2 separate regions of the Mus musculus genome follow, and region 2 is linked to region 1. The links are chromatin contacts, called in public HiChIP or PLAC-seq maps. All regions are on one chromosome and are shown on one strand. The core of a region is the stretch at or near the end of the contact, and the rest is flanking DNA. Distances in the headings are between cores, read along the strand shown. Region 1 has its middle 24 kb from the start of C330020E22Rik. Region 2 holds the start of Zbtb8b (zinc finger and BTB domain containing 8b).

Region 1 (5,090 bases), core at 1,456-3,955:
GTCGGAATTTGATGTCGTTTTTCACACGTCTGAAAGTATTACTGCTCTTTCGATTTGTTTCAGCCGTTTAAAGTTTAAAAACCAATTTGAGGTTACAAGAACACAATATGGGGCAGAGAGCCAACTCTGGCCTGTGGGTTGTAATTTGCCTACCTCTGCAAATTCTAATGAAAAAGACCAGGCTGCAAAATTGCATTGACTGGGTGATTTCAAGTGACTAAAATGAAGAATCTTATACAGAGAGAAAAAAGCTGAGGGGCTAGTGCAACTGCCACGAAGTCCAGCGACCTGAGGTTCATCTCTGGGACCTGTATGCCAGAAGGGGAGCCCTGAGTCCTGTAAGTGGCTCTCTGGTGTCCACTTCATAGGTGTGGGCTGGCACATAATCACCCACAACACCCAGTAATAAATACATCAATTACTTAAAAGGCTGAATATACTCTAGGAAAGCTTGGGTTGTTTTTATTTATTTATTTTTAAGATTTATTTACTTATTTTATGTATGTAAATACATTATAGCTGTTTTCAGACACACCAGAAGAGGGGATCAGATCCCATTACGGATGGTTGTGAGCCACCAAGTGGTGGCTGGGATTTGAACTCAGGACCTCTGGAAGAGCAGTCAGTGCTCTTAACCGCTGAGCCATCTCTCCAGCCCTTTTTTATGTTTTTGTTGTTGTTGTTTTGTTTTGTTCTGTCAGATGGATTCCTGCTTGGGAGCCCTGGCTATCCTGGAGTCTGTATCCCGCTGCTTCACCCTTCTGCATGCCAGGATTACAGGACTGTGCCATTGTGGCTGCTGTGGCTGAGATGGTTGGTGACTTTCCTTTCTTTACTTTTGGTGGTTTGAAAGTTTACCAATGGGAAGGGGCTGAAGAAATGGCTCAGTGGTTAAGAGCACCTACTGATCTTCCAGAGGACCAGCGTTCAGTTCCCAGGACTTACAGAGTGGCTCACAATGACCCGTGACTCCAAATCTAAGGCATTCGATGGCCTCTTCCGGCTTCCAAGGGTATCAGGCACACATATGGTACATCTACACTCACATTAAAATAAAAATAACAATAAATCTCAGATTTTTCTGAAGGTTGTATTTTACCCTAATACTGTTATGTTTTACAAAAATAAAGAGCAAACGTGTCAGTACTCATCTTTAGTGTAGATACATGAGAAAATAGAAGAGAGGAGAAAAATACAGTAACTTCTGTTTCATTGATTGGAACTGGAGTCTATCTAATCACTGTATATTTCTTATTATTTCTATTATGAGTCTATAATCACTCTATATTATTTTCCATATGTTTTATAACTCATTTATCTATTGGTGTATGAAAGAAATGTCTTCTGAGAGGGCCTCAAATCAAAACCTATGAGCTCACCGGCCATCTACCTTTTCTCCTCCTCCTCCTCCTCTTCCTCACCCCTTCTTTAGCCCTGGCTGGCCTGAAACTCACAACTCAATATGTGGACTGTCTTATCTCTGCCTTTAGGTGCTGGGATTAAAGGTATGCGCTACTCACCATGACTGGCCTTTTTTTTTTTAAAGATGGAGTCAACTTAGAGGAGTTCATCCACATTTTCCTGTCTCCATTCTCCCAGTGGTGGGATTACAGGTATGCACCAGCACACCACCCAGGGCTCAGATCGAGTTCTAAATCCCCACTCCCTGTAGACCTTGTGGTACCTATCTATAATCCTAGCATTTATAGACAGAGGCAGGAGACCCCAAAATACAAACCAAGGAAGATCCTGTCTCAAGATATCACATTGTTTACTCAGCAGAACCAGGGCTCTCCGGAGAAGTACCTGATTCTAAGCCTAAGCCGGGTAGGGAAGTACAGAAGATGAGGCCAGAGCATCCTGTATCAGAGGGAAGAACGCAGCCAGAGAACAGTGGAGACACATCAACTAGAAACACAGACAGCTGTCCTGAAGAGGCTTTCATTGGCCTGACTCAGAGCATTAAATGTGAATGACAGCAACAGATTACAATCAGGAATAAAATCAGAAATGGGGAGTCTGCATTTAAAAATAAATATTATGTTTAAAATGTTTAAAAAGAACAAGAGTGTTTGGAAAGATGGCCTAGTGGTTTAGAGCCCTTGCTGTTCTGGAGCACTGGGGTTCAACTTCCAGCACCCACATAGCAACTCCCAACCATCCATAACTCCAGCTCCAGGGGATCGGACATTCTCTTCTGACCCAGGCACCAGGGGCACATGTGTTGCACAAGCCCACAGGCAAAATATTCATACACGTAAAATAAGTAAACCCTAAAAACAAGTTTCAAAGGAGAGAAATGGTGATTTTAAGTACGAACGTCGTTTCCATTGCCAGGGGTAACTTTCCAGCAAAGAATCCTGGCAGACACCACCTTAATTTAAGACAAAAGTGAACATTATCAGTAATAAGACCTGACAGATTTAAACCCTGGACCTCTGGATACCAAGCGCTAAGAAGGACTTCCGCGATAGTCCTGCCTTAGATGCATAGCCAGAAGCGAATCAAGACCGGCACATCCTCCATAAATCAACCGCCCAGATCTGACCCTCCCCCGGTCCTGGCGCCCGCCTGCTGCGGGCACGCCCCGGCCCATTCCCGCTGCCTCCCCGTGGTCGCTGCCAGGAGACTCAGGCGCCTTTCCCCGGGCGGGCGGGTGGAGGCTGGGCGACAGCGCAGCCATTATCCTGCAGTGTCTCCAGGGGAGCATCCTCCCGCAAGAGGTCCTCCTGGAGTCCAGAAACAGTAACTACACTTCTCTTTTCATTGAGGTAACACACATCGATGTGTCTCTTCATAAAAATTTAACGTTTTGATGCACGATTTAACTAGGTGTGGCGGTGCCCACCAGTAATCTCAACAATACCTGAAAGCCCTCAACTGGAAGAGAATCGAGAGTTCAAGGTTATCCCTCCACTGAACAAGTAGTTCAAGGCCAGCCTGGGCTACATTAAACCAGCATTGAGTTCCTGCTCTCCCAGTCCCCTTTGCAGCCTCCACATGCGATTGTCTCTAACGACTTGGAATTGAATAATAAACAACTCTTAGTCACTAACCGTCTCCTGATGGTCCACAAACGCCTGAAGGGAAAGAGGAGATTCTAAAAGGAGTTTGGGTCTCTCATTCTGGCTCTCTGGACTGTTGGGACTAAGAAGCCCTGGAAATTGGAGTTCCATCCCTCCTCCCTCAGGTTTCTCGTACGGGGAGATGGAAAAGGCTGGATCCTGCTGCCAACCAAACCGGGGCCTGTCTCCATGAAAATGGAAGACATTTTAACTGGAACCCAGCAGTGATGGATCAGTGATGGGAAGAAACTCACCTTGACTAGGACTGAATAATTATGTCTACAGATTGCCCTCAGTTGAAACTATACCCCCTCCCATGTTTGGACCAGAAAGATGGCCTAGGACAGCCACCCTATCTCTTTGCACCTCATCCCAGTGTGACCTTATTGAATAAATTAAAATTTTCTGCTTTTCACTATTTATTGGCTTTTTTGTTTTTTTTTTCTTTTTTGGGTTTTTTTGTTTTGTTTTTTGAGACAGGGTTTCTCTGTATAGCCCTGGCTGTCCTGGAACCCATTTTATAGACCAGGCTGGCCTCGAACTCAGAAATCTGCCTGCCTCTACCTCCGGAGTGCTGGGATTAAAGGCGTGTGCCACCACTGCCCAGTTTATTGGCATTTTTTCATCAGTTTTATCAAAGACAGGAGGCTGAGCCTGGCTTACTAGGGCTTTCAAGGACACAGGATCCCACCCTAAGTTAGGTAGCCTTATCACCTACATTGTCCCCAAACATCTTCCTGCCAGGACTCTTTTTTTATTTTGTATATGAGTGTTTGCCCATGCAGGTGAATTGTACCTGGTGCCTACAGAGGCCAGAGGAAGGCATTGGATACCCTGGGACTGGAGTCGCTGATGATTGTAAGCTACCACACAGGGGTCAGGAATCAAACCCGGGTCCTCTGCAAGAATAGCAAATACTTTTATCTGCTGGCAATGCCACCTCTCTGTCCCATCATTTTTTTCTGGTGATGCTGGGGATGAACCAGGGGTCCTGTGCCTGCGAGGCAAGTGCTCCACCCTGAGGTATGTCCCCAGCTCCAGGCCATGATTTTCTTGATCTATGAAACTGATCCTGCCCTAATTCCCAGGTGAGCCCCGAAACCTTGGCTGCCTGACCCAAGGGATGCCCTGTCATCTGAGGAAACGTCTTTCCTGGACAGAACCCAAGTCATTTTTTTGTCTTGTTTTTTTTTTTCTTTGTTTCTTTGTTCTTTGGGGTCCCCCCCAACCCCCGAGGACCCAGGCATATTTCCTTGGAATAGATCAAAAGGATCATCTTTCTCTTGGCCAGATCCTCCTAGCCACTTCCCCTCAGCCTCCCACAGATCCATCATGTCCTCCACTGACTGACTGCCATACACACCACTCTAATCCCAGCGATATTTACAGATTGCCGGAGGAAGAACAACAGATCTGCAGTCCTGTCCAGGACTTTGCAGAATAGATCACAGGGAGGCAAATTCTGTAAAGGAACACTTACTTTAGTGAGCAATGTATTTCTTCTATTGCTATAATAAAACACCATGACCAAGGCAACTCATAGTAGAAAGAGTTGATTTGGACTTAAGTTTCCAGAGAGTTACAGTCCATGGTGGGTGGAGCAAAGGCGTGGTAACAGAAGCTAAGGGCTTACTTCTTGAACCACAAGCCCAGAGCAGAAGGAGGGAACTAGAAACCATGTGGTAAGTCTTAAAACTCTCAAAGCTTACTCCAGTGACCTAGTTCCTCCTGCAAGACCTCACCTCCTAAACCTACCCAAGTAATGACACTAACCACCGGGGACCAAGTATTCAAATGCTGGAGATTATGGGGGGGACATCTCATTCAGAACCCCCACAAACACCTTAGGCTTTGTAGATAAAAGGTACCAGTCAGCCAGGTCTGGTGGCGCACACCTTTAATCCCAGCACTTGGGAGGCAGAGGCAGGTGGATTTCTGAGTTCGAGGCCAGCCTGGTCTACAGAGTGAGTTCCAGGACAGCCAGGGCTACACAGAGAAACCCTGTCTCAAAAAACCAAAAAAAAC
Region 2 (5,090 bases), core at 1,764-4,263, 34 kb after region 1:
GGGTCCCCGAAAGGGGGTCTTACACAAGCACCTTTACCCACAGAGCCATATCAAGAGCCCAAACTCAACAAATTATAATCCTAAAAAGTTTTTTATCCAAAGTAGTTAAGTGAACACTGTTTTTTTGAGATAGGATTTCTATTAGCCCTAGCTATCTTAGAACTCACTCTGTAAACAAAGCTGGCCTTAAATTCACAGAGATCCACCTGCCCCTGCCCCTCAAGCGCTGGGACTGAAGGTGAGCACCACCTCTACCTGGCTAGATACACTTATTTTTATTATGATATATTTGCCAGCTATGTGTCCAATTCCTGTGGAGGACCTAAAAAGGACTCAGATCCCTGGGAACTGGAGTTACAGGTAACTATGCGCTACCATGCAAGTGCTGGCAACTGGGACCAGGTCCTCTGCAAAAGCAGCCAGTGCTCCCAGCCATCTCTCCAGCTCCCCTAGCTGTGGAATTCTACTGCCCCTATATAAAATCACCCTGGGACATCTCCTCAGCAGAAATCTTCAGTGTGTGTCCTCACCCCTTTCCTGGACCAAAACAAAAAGTACTTCTTTGAGGACGATGGCCCAGCATCTGCCTGTTTAGTCTTTGCTAGACAACACTCTTGTTATGGATCCTCGTAGCAATGATTCGTCTCTCACAAATGCTTTCCATGGTTCCCATTCTGCCTTTAAACGTTTCTCTCTGATTTCAACCCTCAAACAGACACAGAGTTTACTATGCAGTGTGACACTCGAATGCCCACTGCTTTTTGAGTCAATTCCCAAATAAAGTATTTCTCTTTAAGAATCCCTGATTGTAAGCAGGGCATGGTGGCGCACGCCTTTAATCCCAGCACTTGGGAGGCAGAGGCAGGCAGATTTCTGAGTTCGAGGCCAGGCTGGTCTACAAAGTGAGTTCCAGGACAGCCAGGGCTACACAGAGAAACCCTGTCTCAAAAACAAAACAAAACAAAACAAAACAAAAAATCTCTGATTGTTGGGCTGCAGCTCATGGTTTTACAAGCACCATCTGCTCTTCCAGAAGACCCAGGTTCAATTCCCAGCACCCACATGGCAGCTCATAGCTGTCTGTAACTCCAGTTCCAGAGGAGCTAGTGCCCTTTTCTAGCTTCTGTAGGCAACAGAAACACATGTGGTACACAGACATATACCCAGGCAAAATAGCCATATAAAAGATATTTTAAAATTTTTAAAAGACTCAATCATGTAGAACTACCTATAGTTAACTGAAATGTCACCAAGATATATTGAAAAAAGAAAGAAAGCCACAAGATCCAAAACAAATTATAGTGTGTGTGTCTGTGTGTGTATGTTTATTCATTATATGGTGAATTTTTTTTCTGAACAATTATTCAAGAAAGATATAACAGCAGAAGTATTAGGGATAAGAAATATGTTAAAGGACTCGAGTTTTACTTCTAATTGTCCTAGCCAGGTGTCGGGAACACACCTGTAGTCCCAGCCATGGAAGGATGAGGCAGGAGCATCATGAACCCAAACTTGGTAAATAATCAGTCCATAGTTAATCTAATCAGCAAAGCTGGTCTCGGGCATGCTGGTCCCTGGGCTGTGCTGAAAACCCCTACTTCTCGTTGGAAAACAGCTTAGCACTGGCCTAACACACATTCATGGCACTCTGAATCTACACACGATTCCAATTCAACTCAACAGTCACTAAATACTGGAGCAGTGAGATGGCTCAGCAGGTGAAAGCACTTGCTACCAAGCCTGCTGGGCTGAGTGTGACGCTCAACACTCACATGGTGGAAGGAGAGAACCAACTCCTAAAAGCTGAACTCTGACCTCCGCGAAAATATGTACACACACAATAAATAAATAAATATATAAATAAATACAGAAATGTAATTTTTAAAAATTAAAGCGAAGCTGGGCAGTGGTGGCACTTGTCTTTAATCCAAGCACGGAGAGGCAGAGAAGCAGAGAGGCAGAGGCTAGTCCCATCCACTTGCCGCTGCCTCTCCAGTGCTAGGATTACAGTATTCATCAGCACTGTATGTCCAGCCCCGTCTTTCTGACAACTCTCCTCCATCCAGTTCCACCAACCTGAGAATAAAAACTGCTCTCCAATGACTAGTATGACTAGAATTTCCTGCACATCATTCATTTCGAAGCACTAAGAAAACTACTTGACAAACATTCATTTTAGGATCATACTAACACAGTGCAGAATATTTTCATTTTTCAGAGAGGGAATCTGAGGTTCAAAGATAAAGCTACACGTCCAGGATTTAGAACCCATATTCTACAGACTCCTGAGAGGCAATCCTTAGCCATTGTTTACCGATCTCCCCAAACCCTCTAACAGGTCTAGCAATAGACCGGGAAGTCACTCCCTCCTCTGGCCCAGGAAAAGGGGAAAAGAACTAAGAGTTTTGCAGGGGTAGAATTTTTGACCAATTGCCATCTTCGGTTCTTCTGCTAAAATGCTCTCAAGACACCGGGAACATTCCATCCAGAGTCAGACAACCTAAAGAGGCCACTGGAACCAGGTAATTGGCACAGTCCCTGGTGTCTGGGTGTGAAAACCGAGGCCTTGCCTCTCGCAGGTCTTCCCGCCGGCAAAGTGACCACTGCCCAAGCGGACACTGGCCCAGCCTGGCCAAGCCCTGGCGCCTGGGTATCCTTCAGGATCAGAATGAGCAGAAGCCAGAACTCCCACCTGAACCGTGAGGGGGTGGGTCACCCACAGCCAGGGAGGGTGGGCATATGCCTCGGTGTCCACCCACCCCACGCAAGAAGAGGGAGGGTCTACCACTGAGAGCGACTCTGCGCAGCCGGGGTCCAGGGAGTTACTGGGCCAGGCGGTCCAAAGCTGGCTGAGGACGGCAACCGTCCCTGCTACCTGCACTCTGTCCCCTGAGCCAGCCTCCCGAGGTGCCCCTAACTTTCCCCAAAACCAAAAAAGCCGCGGCGCCGATCGGATGTTGTGTTCTCACCTGGCACCGGGTTCCAGCCACCTCCAGCGAGCTGAGAGTACTGACACGCCCCCTTTCATTCACCTGCGGCCCTCCAGTGAGAAGCGGGGAAGATGACCAATGGTGGGAGATCTTGGGCTGATGAAGGCGGGCCCTTCAGCCAGCAGGTCCGTCAATGGTCCGGGTACCCACCTCTGGAGGATGCGCTCTGAAGACTCCAGCGTTCATGGGGTGATGGGAGTTGTGGTCTTGTTAGTGTCCGAGACTTTGGGAAATAATCCACTATGAAAACCAAGTTCGAGCCAACAAAAGTTTCTTTATTCAAAAAACCGGTATATTAGGAAGTCGGCTGGGTTCTGGATCCAAACCGTGTCAGGGAGAGTCAGAACAACCTTTTAAAGCAAAAACAAAAACATAAAAAACAATAACAAAACAACAACAACAAAACCCACAGATTAGGTAGGGTAGGGGCAGCCAATCGGGTGCATGCATGCTGTATTTCAACCGTTTCTCACACCTGACATCTTAAGTGGGTTACTACCTGTCAAATACCTCAGATGGTTTTCTTGATAACTTGCCCTGGATTGAGGCCAGCCAATCAGAGCCTGTGTAGCGGCTGCTGGGTTTCAGACCGGACTGGGTGCTAACCAGCAAGGCATGGGGTAGGGTAATGTGGACCTAAATTCCTGTGGGGCGCCTGGAGCCTGAACCCATTTCCGGGAGCTCAGCTGTTTCTTAAAATTTAGCCTAGTACAAGATGGAGACTATGTACAAGATGGGGTCTCTGAAGCTAAAGTGGCTCCAAGACTCTCAGCACTCTGTATAAAAGACAAAACTACATGTACCAAGATGCCCAAAGGATAAGAAGGAAAAAAAAAAAAAGCAAAGCCCTATTTGAGGCTGGAGAGGTGGTTGGGTGGTTGAGAGCATGTTCTACTCTTGCATAGGGCCTGAGTTCAGGCTCCATCCACATCAAGCTGCCCACGACCACCTGCAACTTGAGCTCCAAGGAGTCTGAGGACCTCTGATGACCACATACACACAGGAGGGCGTTCGAGCACGTGCAGGAACACACACTGTTTGTTTTGTGGTGTCACACATTATTTATTTACTTTTTAAATTATTATTGCATATATGTGAGTGCACTGTCACTGTCTTCAGACACACCAGAAAAGGGCATCGGATCCCATTACAGATGGTTGTGAGCCATCATGGGGTTGCTGGGAATTGAACTCAGGACCTCTGGAAAAGCAGTCAGTGCCCGTAACCACTGAGTCATCTCTCCAGCTGTTTGTTTTTAAGCTATGAAGTGGCAATAGGCAGGATCATGAAGAAATTCGACTTCTTTCTCTCCTAGGTTTGGTCAAAATGTCAATGAATCTACATTTGCCTTTACCAATTTCTGATTTCTTCTGGAATCCGTGTGTGTGACTGATAAAGCCGACCAGAGAGGGCTTCAGATCCCCTGGAACTGGAGTTATAGACAATTGGGTGGTACCACGTGGGCACCGGAAATGAAAGCCGGGTCCTCTGTAGGAACAGCGAGTGCTCTTTACCGCCGAACCATCATCATTCCAGCTGTACCACGTTTCTTTAAAACATAGACAAGGCTTAAAATGTATCATACAATGCCTATTTTCCCCTGGGACAGAGTTTCTCTGTGTAGCCATGGCTGTCCTGGAACTTGATCTGTAGAGCAGGCTGGCCTCAAACTTTTGCCTCCCGGATGCTGGGACTCAGCGCATGCGCCACCCCGCCTGCAAAGGCTAGTCACTTGACCTATAACACCTCATCTAGCCCGTCTAAAGGCTAATGGCTCTCCCAGGACCTCAGGATTGTTAACACAGCAGTCCTTCCTATGTACTGGGTGCTGCCTAACCCTCACACTCTCTTAGATTCCTTTCTCTGCCTCTCTCTTTACCATCCCAGACCTTAAGGATGCTCTCCTCACAATTCCTTTACACCCAGATCCACATGACCTCTTTGCCGTCGCCTGGGAAGACTCTTAACTCTGGAACAGGCATCTCAGCTTACTTGGACTGCCCTTCCTTCCCAGGGGTTCCGTGATAGCCCCATTTCTCCAACCAGCGTGGCCCCTGACCTCCTTTATCTTGACCTCTCTCCCAACCACTTAACTGGCAA

The links. HiChIP or PLAC-seq counts read pairs in DNA pulled down with a chosen protein or histone mark.
Region 2: a contact with region 1 is called in an H3K27ac HiChIP or PLAC-seq map of embryonic stem cells, with 15 read pairs. The contact joins the promoter of Zbtb8b here to the enhancer-like site in region 1. A contact is called at or near these places in 1 of 15 datasets of contacts at CTCF or cohesin (the NIH/3T3 cell line), 20 of 484 Hi-C or Micro-C datasets (the AML12 cell line, B cells, CD8 T cells and 13 more), 9 of 115 datasets of contacts at active chromatin or transcription factors (the 230-238 cell line, bone marrow-derived macrophages, effector CD8 T cells and 4 more) and 3 of 9 other capture datasets (adipose tissue, liver and pancreatic islet).

Annotation. Positions count from the first base shown.
Region 1 is chr4:129,404,011-129,409,100 of GRCm38.p6, forward strand. No RefSeq gene overlaps it. Among named protein-coding and RNA genes, the nearest start is that of C330020E22Rik, 24 kb to the left of the region's middle. Within about 2 kb of position 2,706, at least 130 of the 459 cell types and tissues checked have an H3K27ac peak or open chromatin away from gene starts, as enhancers often do. A contact at or near this core is called in CD8 T cells, bone marrow-derived macrophages, differentiating embryonic stem cells and 6 more, where this site is marked.
Region 2 is chr4:129,437,805-129,442,894 of GRCm38.p6, forward strand. Zbtb8b (zinc finger and BTB domain containing 8b) reads right to left here and starts at 3,014. Exons shown (of 4, transcript NM_153541.3): 1 at 2,970-3,014.